Regions from separate parts of the Muntiacus reevesi genome. Here region 2 is linked to region 1. A link is a contact called in public Hi-C data. All regions are on one chromosome and are shown on one strand. The core of a region is the stretch at or near the end of the contact, and the rest is flanking DNA. Distances in the headings are between cores, read along the strand shown. Region 1 holds the start of CREB1 (cAMP responsive element binding protein 1). Region 2 holds the start of KLF7 (KLF transcription factor 7).

Region 1 (5,311 bases), core at 1,993-4,492:
CTTTAGTTCATCTTCTTAATTAAATTTCTTGGCAATGAAAAATGGCTAACGTGTATTTGTTTTTTTTTTTTTAATACTAGTAATACAGTAAGGAGGTTTTGGGAAAGTGACTTGGATAAAGAAAATCAGAAGACAGTGTTTCTACTATTTATTCCTAACAAGAAACCTTGTATCAATCACCATTCTATCATACCATGAGACAGGGAAGTATTTTAAAAACAATCTTTTGCATCACCTTAAAGTAACCGTTTTGGCTTTATTTTTAAATCAGGAAATGAATGTAAAAGATTTCAACAACTGGCAACCAAAAGTATTTTATACTAAACCTTTACAAGGCAGAACTGATGAAAGCTAACGCTTGCATGAAATTTTAACTTCTGAAGAAGGTAAGACAAACTTAAATAGGTCACATCCCATGGTCCTTTAAAAATTGTCTTTTAATTTTTGATGTGTCAATGATTTTTCTGCTGTCCCTTTTCCCCAACAGGAAAAGAAAAAATAAACTTTGTGACTTAAATTATTGTGAGTCTGGGGCTAGGGTTGCCTACTACGGGCGAGGAAAATAATGGATACTTTTAAATCGCTATTTTTAGATTTAGGGTTAACCAATCTCGTATTTAAGAAAGATGTGAGAAATATGGTCGGGGTGCGAGGGGAGAGCCAAAGGACCCAACACCACGGCTGCCCCCGCCAAGGTGATGTGAAACAAAAGTACGTCGCTAATACTCGTTTCAACGAAGTGTTTCAGAATGATCGCTCTCAAGTGATTACCTTATTGAAAAAGGTTAAAACCGAAACTCTTTTCAAACATCAGCTTCCCTTTTACAAGATCCCAATAGGTTTTTTTTTTTTAATTACAAATATATTTTTCCTAGCACCCCTTTCCTCCCCCAAAGAATGCATTTCCATGACTACTGATTTAGAAGAAAAAAAAAAAAGAGGGTGAGGGAAAGAGTCAAAAAATTATTTTAAAAAGCGCGAGTTCTCATTACCTCATGTAAGCAGAAAAGCACAGAAAACAGCATTTTCCCAATGGAGCGGGAGCGGGGGGAAAGGGCGTGAATAAAATACAGGACGAGAGGAAAACCTTGGGTTTCGAACTTTATTGCACAAAGAGAGGAGAGGAGAGTAGGTCAGACGGAGCACCGCTTCCCCTCGCTAGGCGGGCATGGCAGACACGGAGGCTACCAGGAAGGCAGGCACCTTCACCTCCTCTGCCCTCAACAGTCGCCTTCTTCCTCCTCCACCCCCCGCGGGCACCCCGGCGGCGCTACCCCGACGGACTGCGGGCCGGGTCGGGGGGCGACGTTGTCGGCGGGGGCCGGGCAGGCGGCGCAGGGGGTAGAGCCGGCCGGGCCGGCGGGCGGCCTCCCCCGGGGCGGCTCCGGGCTCCCGGCTCCGCGCCCGGCCCGGCCCGGCCCGGCGGCGGCGGGAACGCGGGCGCCAGCTCGCCGCGGCCGGCCGCCCGCCCGCACACACCCCCGGCCGCCGGCTCCCACCCCGCCCGCCGCCCCGCCGCCCCCCGCCATGAGCGCCGCCGCTGGCTGCAGGCAGAGTCGCTGCCGCCCCGGCCGCCGCTGGCTCCAGTCCGCCGCCATTATTCTTTGTTCGCTGCGAGCGGCGGCGATGGTGTGGGGCTCGGGCGGAGGCTCCATCTTTACCGCGGCCCCTCCTGCGAGGGGAAGGCCCCGAGCGCGGGTGTCCGGCGCCTCCCCGTCCCCCCTCCGTCCCCCCGGCTCTCTCCGGCTCCTGCCTCCTCCTCCTGCTCCTCTTACCGGTGGTACAAGCTCCTCCGTCACTGCTTTCGTTCGCGGCCCGGATCTCGCTGGAGTTTTATTCTCTCCCCCACGTAACACACCGCGTCAAACTACACCTCCGCCGCGTCACTCACCAACACTCCGCTTCTCCCAGCCGCCCGGGCCACAGGCAGCAGCAGCCGCCGCCGACTGAGGACTCGCAGCCAGGGAGCCAGCCAGCGCCGCCCAGTGCCGAGTGCGCAGCGGCCGCGCACGGAAACAGCCGAGCTCGGTCGGGAGGAGCTCGAGCTGCCCCGCCCTCCGCGCTGAAGGCGGAAGTTGCCGAAGACCTTCGAGTTCCTTCGGGCGCGGCGGAGGGGTTCCTCCGGGAGAGGGAAAGCGGCGGTGGGCTGGGACCTGGGGGTGGGGAGGTGGGGGGCTATAAGCACCCTCGCTGCTCTTGCCACGTATCGACGGTTTAAAACCGGCGGCGGAAATTTGCAGGAAGAGTTGGGGTTTGTGTGTGGCGTGGTGGGGAATTCCCGAGGGGTGTGGACGGTTCGATGGAAACCCCCGGTGCGGGCTGCCCTTGCGGCTGTAAGCGGCGGGCTCTAGGGCGGCTGCAGCGTCACGGGCCTGGGCCGCAGAGCGCCGCCCGCCCCGGGAACTTTCAAAAGCTGCCGGGACCAGAAAGACGCGCCACCGGGTCGGGGCCCCGGCTGAGCGCGGAAGCCCTGCGGAGCCGGGGAGGAAGGCTTGCTGCAGCTCTGCGGTTTCCCGAGGCCTGGGCGGGACGCTGGGACGCTAGGCCTCGGCGCGGCGCCGGCGCGGCCCGGGGGCGTCGTGGGCCACTGTGGGAAGGGTTTTCCGCCTTTTTGGGCAGGCCGGGAGGCTTCGCTCCGAGAATCCGCAGAGAAACCTGGCGGCCGCCGGTGGGACCATTCAGTTTCGGGGGACGGAGGCCTTGGGATTCCGGGTAGCTGGCGGAGTTTAGCCGGGCAGCGAGGACGGCCAGATCCGTGGGGCACACCTTGGGCCTCCGAGCCCTGCCCTGCCCTGACCGAGGTTGCTTTTTTGCACTTTAGAAATGTCTTCCCCTAATCGCCCCCTATCTGCCCGCCTTTTGGGGGGTGGGGGTGGGGGAACCATCCTGTATTGCTTTCTTTTTCACAGCCAGTTTTCTACTGCAGCCGCTGCCCCCTTTTCTTCATCTACTTCCCCATCCGAACCCTCAGTGCGACATCCGTTGCCTGGAAGCAGCTGGTCTTGCCCCCTCAGAGGTCACCCGAGAGTCAATGCTGACTTTATCATTATCCGTTTTATTTAACTCGGCAGTGCTCTCTCCCGGGCTTTCAGGTCTGTTGTAATTCACTTTCAGTCGCTTAAAGCTCTGTAGAAGGAAATGGCAAGCCACTCCAATATTCTTGCCTGGAGAATCCCATGGAGAGAGGAGCCTGGCGGGCAACGAGTCCATGGGCTTGCCAAGAGTCGGACGCGAGTGAAGCAACTTAGCAGGCACACTTACCGCAAATGTGTCTTATGAAGCGGAGAGGGTCCAAGTCAGCTCCGCCCCATACTGACTTCCTGTTGAAAGAGTTCCCTCGTCCCGTGCTCTAGCCTAGTACTGTAGATCTCCTCCTGCTTTCTCTTTCGGCTGAAGAATAACCTCCTTTCCTTCCGTTATTTTCAACTTTCTTCCGCTACCGGCGTTTCTGTCTAGTATTTGAACAGCCTTAAGCCTCTCTCCCCTGGAAAAGGAAATGGCAGTCCGCTGCAGTACTCTTGCCTGGATAATCCCATGGACAGAAAACCCGGCAGGCTACAGCCCATGGGGTCACAAGAGTAGGTCTCGACTTAGGGACTAAACCACCACCAAGTCTCTCACGTCTAGATTTCTGTCTTTAAATCCCTCTCCATCTCTTACCACGTAGACATTCTGTCATGACTCACCCCTCAGCCCTCTCTAGTCTAGTTTCTGTTCTTACCACGCACATGGAGCAGCTCTGAATTGTCACAGACAAGCTTCAGGCCTCTGCTTACAAGACCTTGTTCTGGCATCTTACACTATTGCCCACACCCTTATCCACATATGCTCTTGTCTTCCGCTCTTGTTTTCCTCTTAACTCTCTGGTTGTTCTTTAACAACCCGATTTTCCTCCTTTAGCCAGCTGTTAAGTACTGGAATCCTGTTGAGCTTCACCCGCTTCTGGAGTCCCACCTATGCGCTTTCCTAGGTGGTCTCATCCTCTTCTGTTCCCTTCATATACCATACGCCAAAGACTCCAGCTCAAAGCTCAAGCCTAGATCTTGCTCTTGAACTCTAGATTCATATTTCCAAGTGCCTTTGCTACACTTTCATCTGGATGACTTGGGTGTGCCAAACCCCTCTTCCTATAGCCCTTGGTTCAGTAAAGGAAATGCTATCCATCTACTCAGTTCAGAAACCTAAGACACCTCCAACACACATCAGAATCCCCTAGACCTGCCTTGAAAAAATAGGATTTGTGGCTTCTCTCTGTTCTTAACGACCACTTTTCCATCCCACTGGAAGCTAACGTCACCTCTTGCTGGAAGTTCTGCAGTAACTGCCAGCTAGGTCCTACAAAACTGGTCTTGGCTCCTTCTAATCCATTTGCCATACTGCAGCCAGAGTAATTTTTTTTTTTTCCTCCTCTTCTGTGCTGCCCCTCCCTCCAGCCAGAGTAATTTTTAACAAATACAAATCTGATCAAGTCGCTACCCTGATTGAATTCCTTAAGTCCTTCCCTTTGTTTACTGAACACAATCTGAGCCCTTATCATAAAGGCCAGGCCCTCTGTTATCCAGGCTTGTGTTCTCAGCCTCCCCGGTGATTTCTCTAGCTATCTGCACTCCAGCCATGTTAGTCTTTTATTTTTCAAGGCTCTTTTCTCTTGTTCTCTACTGTAGGTTCTCACCTCAAGGTATTTATACATGCTATTCCCTTTCCTTGAAATTCTTTCCTGTCACCCACTTCTACCTAACTGTAACTTAGCACTTTCCTGATTCATGATTCTTGGAATTATTTGTTTACTGTTCATGTAAGTCTGTGCAGGTAGTGACCAAGTGCGCCTTGTTTGCCACCAGAATTTCTCTCCTCCCATCCTCGGCACAATGCAGTGGTGTTCATTAAGTATTTATTGAACAAATTATATCTCTGTGGTCGTGCAAAATTTCTAAGTGTTTTAGGATTCAAATCCTGGTTCAGCTGTGTGACTTTGGGCATGGTCTTCCCTCGTGCACCTCAGTTTTCTCATCTGTGAAGTGAAGATGATAGTAGCTACTACATCATAGTGTTCTTATGATAATTAAATGAGATCATTCATGGAAAGTTGTGCTTGGCACAATGACATGTAACAAGTGTCAATTAAAATGTTTCCCATTATTAGATTTATTTATATATCTCATCTTTGTGTCAAATACACTTTCAAAATGTAGCTTTTCTCCTTGCTCTTCTTACCCTGGCCCTATACATGATACCAAAATATTGGAATTATTTGGGAATTCCCAGGTGGCTCAGATGGTAAAGTATCTGCCTGCAATGCAGGAGACCTGGG
Region 2 (5,184 bases), core at 474-2,973, 370 kb after region 1:
CACCAAGATCTTTGTGCATTTCTTGTGCATACACTTGCAGTAAGCGCACCAATTTTATACACATACACTGGATGCTATAGATTTGACCAAGAGAATTCAGGACATCAAAAAGTAAATAAACTTTCCTCAACTCAATAATTCCTGCATAATTTCCTCTCGCAAATATTGAATTTCAAATTGTGTTCGTCCTATAAAGTAGAATCTTTCAAATATTGTGATATGGAGTTCCACATTGTCAGAAGGAGACAGTTGAGAAGGGCGATTAAGACGGATGTGTTTCTTCCATTATGAGTTGAATTAAGCTTCTCATTTCTAAGTACCAAATTCTGCAATCGTTCCAAAAGTGGAAGTTCAGCTCACAGTGCATTTTGGGGAAGCTTCAGCCACACTAACCATTTAAGGTCAAATAAACAACTGGTCAACCCTAGCAACTGGCATAGTGTAGGGCTTTCGGCTAAAAGATAATAGAGTCTAGATCTATATATCTCTATATACGCTAGCTGTATCGAAAACACAATCTGGGTTCTCCTCTCCCCACCGCAGCTTGGCTGACTGACACTTTCTCTCCAAGTCACAAGAGGGGGCCTCACGTTTAAGACCCCAAACAAGTTGCCTGCTCCTGCTAACACCTCAGGTCTACCCGGACTTCCTCTCTTGTCTTTAACACACACTTCTTGTACTACGTCCGCTTCCGATCAACTCTTAACTGGGACTCCGACCCTCGCCGGGTCCCCAGCGCGGGGGCTGGGCGGGGGGTGGGGGCGCGGCGGCGCGCTCCGGGGCGCTGGCGGGCTGGGGGCGGGGCCTGGCGCGGGGCGGGCCCCGGGCCGCACTCTGCGCGCTCCCCTTTGTTCTGTTCCATTGTGTGGCACTTCCTCCTCCGGCGCTTCTTCTCTGCACCCTGGTAGCTGGTGGGGAATTCGTGAAGGGGTTTTTGGTGACTTTCCCCCCCGCCCCGCTCCGGTTTATTTTTTAGGAACTGTGGAACTCTTCTGCGCTGCCCCTCCCTCGCGGTTCCCCGCCCCCGGGCCTGGGAGGGAGGCGGAGTGGGAAGTGGCTGGCCCTCTTGCCCACGCCGGCTTCCTCGTCCTCCCTCCCTGCTCTTCCTCCAGGAGGCATCCTAAACCCGCATTCTGGACTTTCACCTCCTGACCGGCCGCGTCCACGCCAGAATGGCGATACGCGACCCTCTCCCTTCTGAGGGGCGCCGGCTCCGGCCGCCCGGGGCTCCATCTGGCACCAAAGCGAAGGTCGAAGGCCGGCGTGCGGCCCGAACCCAGCCGCCTCGGCGTCCCGGGAGCCGGCGCGAGTGTCGCCGCGACCCTCCCCGTCCCTCGCGCTCACGCTACCGGGCCGCTGTGCGGCCGCCTCAACCCCCTTATATAGCCCTCTAAAAATAGCTCGCCTCGCACCGCCTTGTAAGGCAGCGGGGAGATTCGCAGCTCGCCAATCGGCGCCCGCCGCCAGGGCCGAGCCCCGCCCCAGGTCCCGCTTCGCGCTCCCCATTGGTCCTGAGTGACTTCATGAGCCCCCTGTTTACCTTACATGGTCACACGCGGCCTAATGGACGCCCTCCTCCGAGATCCCACGGCTGCGCGGAGAGCGGGGCGGAGGGAGGGAGTTTGGGGAGGGGGGAAGAGCAGGAGGAGGAGAAAAGGAGGAGGAGGGGGAGAGACTACAAACTAGCAAGGATGGGGTGGGGGTGGGGAGGGAAGGAGAGCGGGGGGGAGAGAAGCGATCGCGAGAAAAAAAAAATGCAACCTCCCAAAATAAAGAGCAAAGATTGCATTAGGAGCGAACAGCGCTGCAGAAATAGATGGCAGCTTCGTATCAGTGAGTTTGCATCCCCCTTCCTGATCCACGAGCTGGAGTGATTAGAGCCCTGGAAGGGAATTGTTACTCCCGTGGAGAAGTCCCCTTTTCCTGGCAGCCGTCTGCACTGTACACGCTGGATGCTTCTCTCCATCCACCCCACTCAGTCTCTCCTCTCTCACCTCCTCTCTCCCTCTCTCCTGCATTGATTTTTTTTTTTTTTTTTTTCCTTTTTAGTTGACTGAAACAAAACAAAACAAAAGGGCCACTGGATGTCTGCCTTCTTGGGGGGTGAGCCAGACAGACTGACAAACAAACAGACCCAACTGTGTTCGGGGGAGGGTTTCTCCTCCCGTTTTGCCCGGCAGCAGCAACATGGACGTGTTGGCTAGTTATAGTATATTCCAGGAGCTACAACTTGTCCACGACACCGGCTACTTCTCAGCTTTGCCATCCCTGGAGGAGACCTGGCAGCAGGTGAATGATTTAAATTACTTGTGTAAATCGTGTGGTGGCGGCGGACTCGCAGGGGCTGCGTTGGTGTGGGCTTGGGGTTGAATTTTTTTGTTTGTTTGTTTAATTTTTTACCCCCCTTTTGGCTGTCTGTTGTTGAAAATGTTTTCGGAAACAGTCATATGCTTACCTCTCCACCCACCCCCTAACCCCGTATAGTGTGCCGAGCTGAGCAGCCGGTCCGAGCTGCCTGCGTTTCAGTCACCAACACACATCCTTGTGCACATTTTGTTGGGCTCACTGTCCCCCAACAGAGACCTGCCTAACTTCTGGGGTTCGGAGGAGCCGGGTGGGAAGCTGGTTTGGGGCTTAACGAGCCATCGCAGACAGCTACCGCGTCCCTACATGCTCTAGCTGTACCTACTTGGTACCTTAAATCAGGTTCATCTCTTTCAACTGGTGCTGACGGCCGTCAGATGCGGGGGGGTGGGGGGGCGGTAAGAGCGAAGCGGGGTGTTTTCCTAGTAATTAGCGAGTGTCAATAAAGAATAGGAACTTGATTTTGAGATTAGAAGGTGGGCAGGAGGACGAGGAACCCAGTTATAAAAGGTACTCAAGGATATCTTGGAGGAGGACGGGAAGATATATCTATCTAGTGCTGACCATGCATTGTAGGTTTCCCCAGTGCAAGATCCGCGGAAAGAGATCACTCTCTGCGTGTGTCCTTGCTTCCCTCTCTCGGTTGGTGTCCCTCTCCACTTAGCACAACCTCCGACAAAGGGTGGTGTGTGCTTCCATACCTCTGACTTTGTCTTAGAGGACTAGTTAAGAAACTCTTAAGATGCTGAAGGGCACCAATGCCAAGTTGGCTAGATGTCCCACGGAGGGGGAAGTGGGGTTGGTGACAAGTTCACTGGGCTTTGTGAAGTGGAATAATGAAAGTGCTGGTCAGTGGAAAGTGCTAGATCTGCTGCAGAAACAGTGGTTTTTCTCAGTAAGGATTGGGAGCTGCTGAGGGGACATTCTTCAGGAAAGATGGTGGATGGGGGGAAGGTGGAGGGACACGAGTATGCTTTAGTATTCTTTCAAAATTCTACAATGTGTATCATGGAAAGTCCAAGAAGACAATTAAGATTTGCACGGTGGAAGTGTGAGCGTGCACAGTCCGTCTTGGAGAAACGTGCTTGCCCTTGGGGAGGGCTGCGAGAGGCTTGATGTGTGGCTGCTCATGTAACTTCTCTGCTTCGTGACAGCAGCTTGTTAAGGCTATTGAACGACTGGATTTCCTCTGCCAGGATCCAAAGCGGGATTTGCCGGCTTGAGTCTAAGGATGTAACAGTCGCTGCTTTAGCGAGTGAGGTTTGGTTTTCGGTGTAAGGAGGTGATCCTCTGTACCATTGTTACTAATTGCTGTTACTCCCCTGATTCTTCCAGGCTGGAGTTTCTCCGGATACTGGTCTCTGGTGTCTGTGGGTCCACACATGCATTCCTGCCTGAGGATGCTGGCAGATGTGTTTGACTTTGTCTTTCTCTAAAGGCACACACAGCGTACACTTTTTTTTTTAGCATAAGGCATTTCTCCAGTGCATCCTTTCCTCCATCCTTGATGAGACTGCCTCATGAAGGGTCTCACTGGAGCTTTTTCCTCCTTTTATTTCACATGCTAATTAAACCAAAAGGTTGCCAGAATTTCATTTTCAGAAATAGTCTTCGTTTCACACTGTCAGCCCACTGGTGTTGAATTGGTTGCCTATTAACAACTGTCTAGACTGGTTAGGGAAGAGAATCTGTTGACTTAGGCAGCCCCTGTTTGTGACTAACTGTTAAGTAGGGTTGGAGGAAAGAAAGTTGGCTTTATTTGTTACAACGTTCCCGCCTGATGAATCACCCAACTTTGTTTTCGTTCAAGTTTTCACAGTAGTAAAGCCTGCTTTTTGGGGAAGGCCTCTCCAGAGGAAACCTGCCTTTCTAGATCTGGTTAGACCATCCATGAGAACATCTAGATCTATGAGGAAACATCATTGGTTTGATAATTAGAGGATGTATCAGATCTATTGTTTCCTCAGACGCCTTCTCTGCTTTTCTCTCCACCTCCCAACCCCGCTCCTCCTCACTTCATCTCACCGCCTTCAAGGAACCTCTAGCTTAGTTTCTATCTGTGGGCAAAGGAATTTCAGCCCACTGCACCTCCTTCCCTATTTCTTGCCTTAATCCTGTCCTACTGCCTGTTACCCTCACCTTCAGATCATTTACCATACTCTTTCAGAAGCATGCTCATCGTCCATACTGAAATGTAACTTGTGAGAACACAGTCCTAAGTGAGCTGTCACTCCAAGGAGCTTGCTTCTCTGGACTCCTTAGTCACAAATGCTTTCTGTAAAGGTGACTGGGCCCCCCAAGTTCATACTGGTGACATACCTCCAACATACCTCCAACTATTTCTCTCTCCCTACGCCCTCCCCTGTGCCGCTTCTGAGTATAAAGGAGGGGAAGGTGGTTACATGCAACTGTTGGTTCCAAATCAACCATCAGATGGTGAAATTGTAAGTCTCCTTTGCTCAAATCAGCTCAGGAAGGTTGCTACAAAGAACCCCAGGCCGGAGGAAGTTTCCTGATGCTCTGGGGTAATCAGATTTTAGAGGTCAAATGAGGAGCAATTATTAGATGTACTTCTGAAAGTGAACAGTGTACCTTGAGGAGATGAGCGAAATGCAGAGATTCCAATAATCTGATTTGGTTCGTAAGAAAGACTGGCTTGGATGATAAACCCAAGAACATCTGTGCATTTGAAAATTAAGGATGGAGGTTTTATTTTAAACTCTTGCCTGAGATAATTGTCCTGCTTAACAGTCAGTGAGCTTGTCATGGATCTCCTGTCACAGGGATCATCATTTTGACATTGGGTTTTGGGACAATCAT

Evidence for each region. A called contact is a pair of places that touch in the nucleus more often than the background predicts.
Region 2: a contact with region 1 is called in a Hi-C map of blood, with 3 times the contacts expected there. The contact joins the promoter of KLF7 here to the promoter of CREB1 in region 1. A contact is called at or near these places in 2 of 3 Hi-C or Micro-C datasets (blood and muscle).

Annotation. Positions count from the first base shown.
Region 1 is chr3:140,174,356-140,179,666 of mMunRee1.1, forward strand. It overlaps CREB1 (cAMP responsive element binding protein 1), which reads right to left and starts at 3,243. Exons shown (of 8, transcript XM_065930708.1): 1 at 1,776-3,243.
Region 2 is chr3:140,546,113-140,551,296 of mMunRee1.1, forward strand. KLF7 (KLF transcription factor 7) reads left to right here and starts at 1,724. Exons shown (of 5, transcript XM_065930719.1): 1 at 1,724-1,833; 2 at 2,050-2,289. The coding sequence starts at 2,188.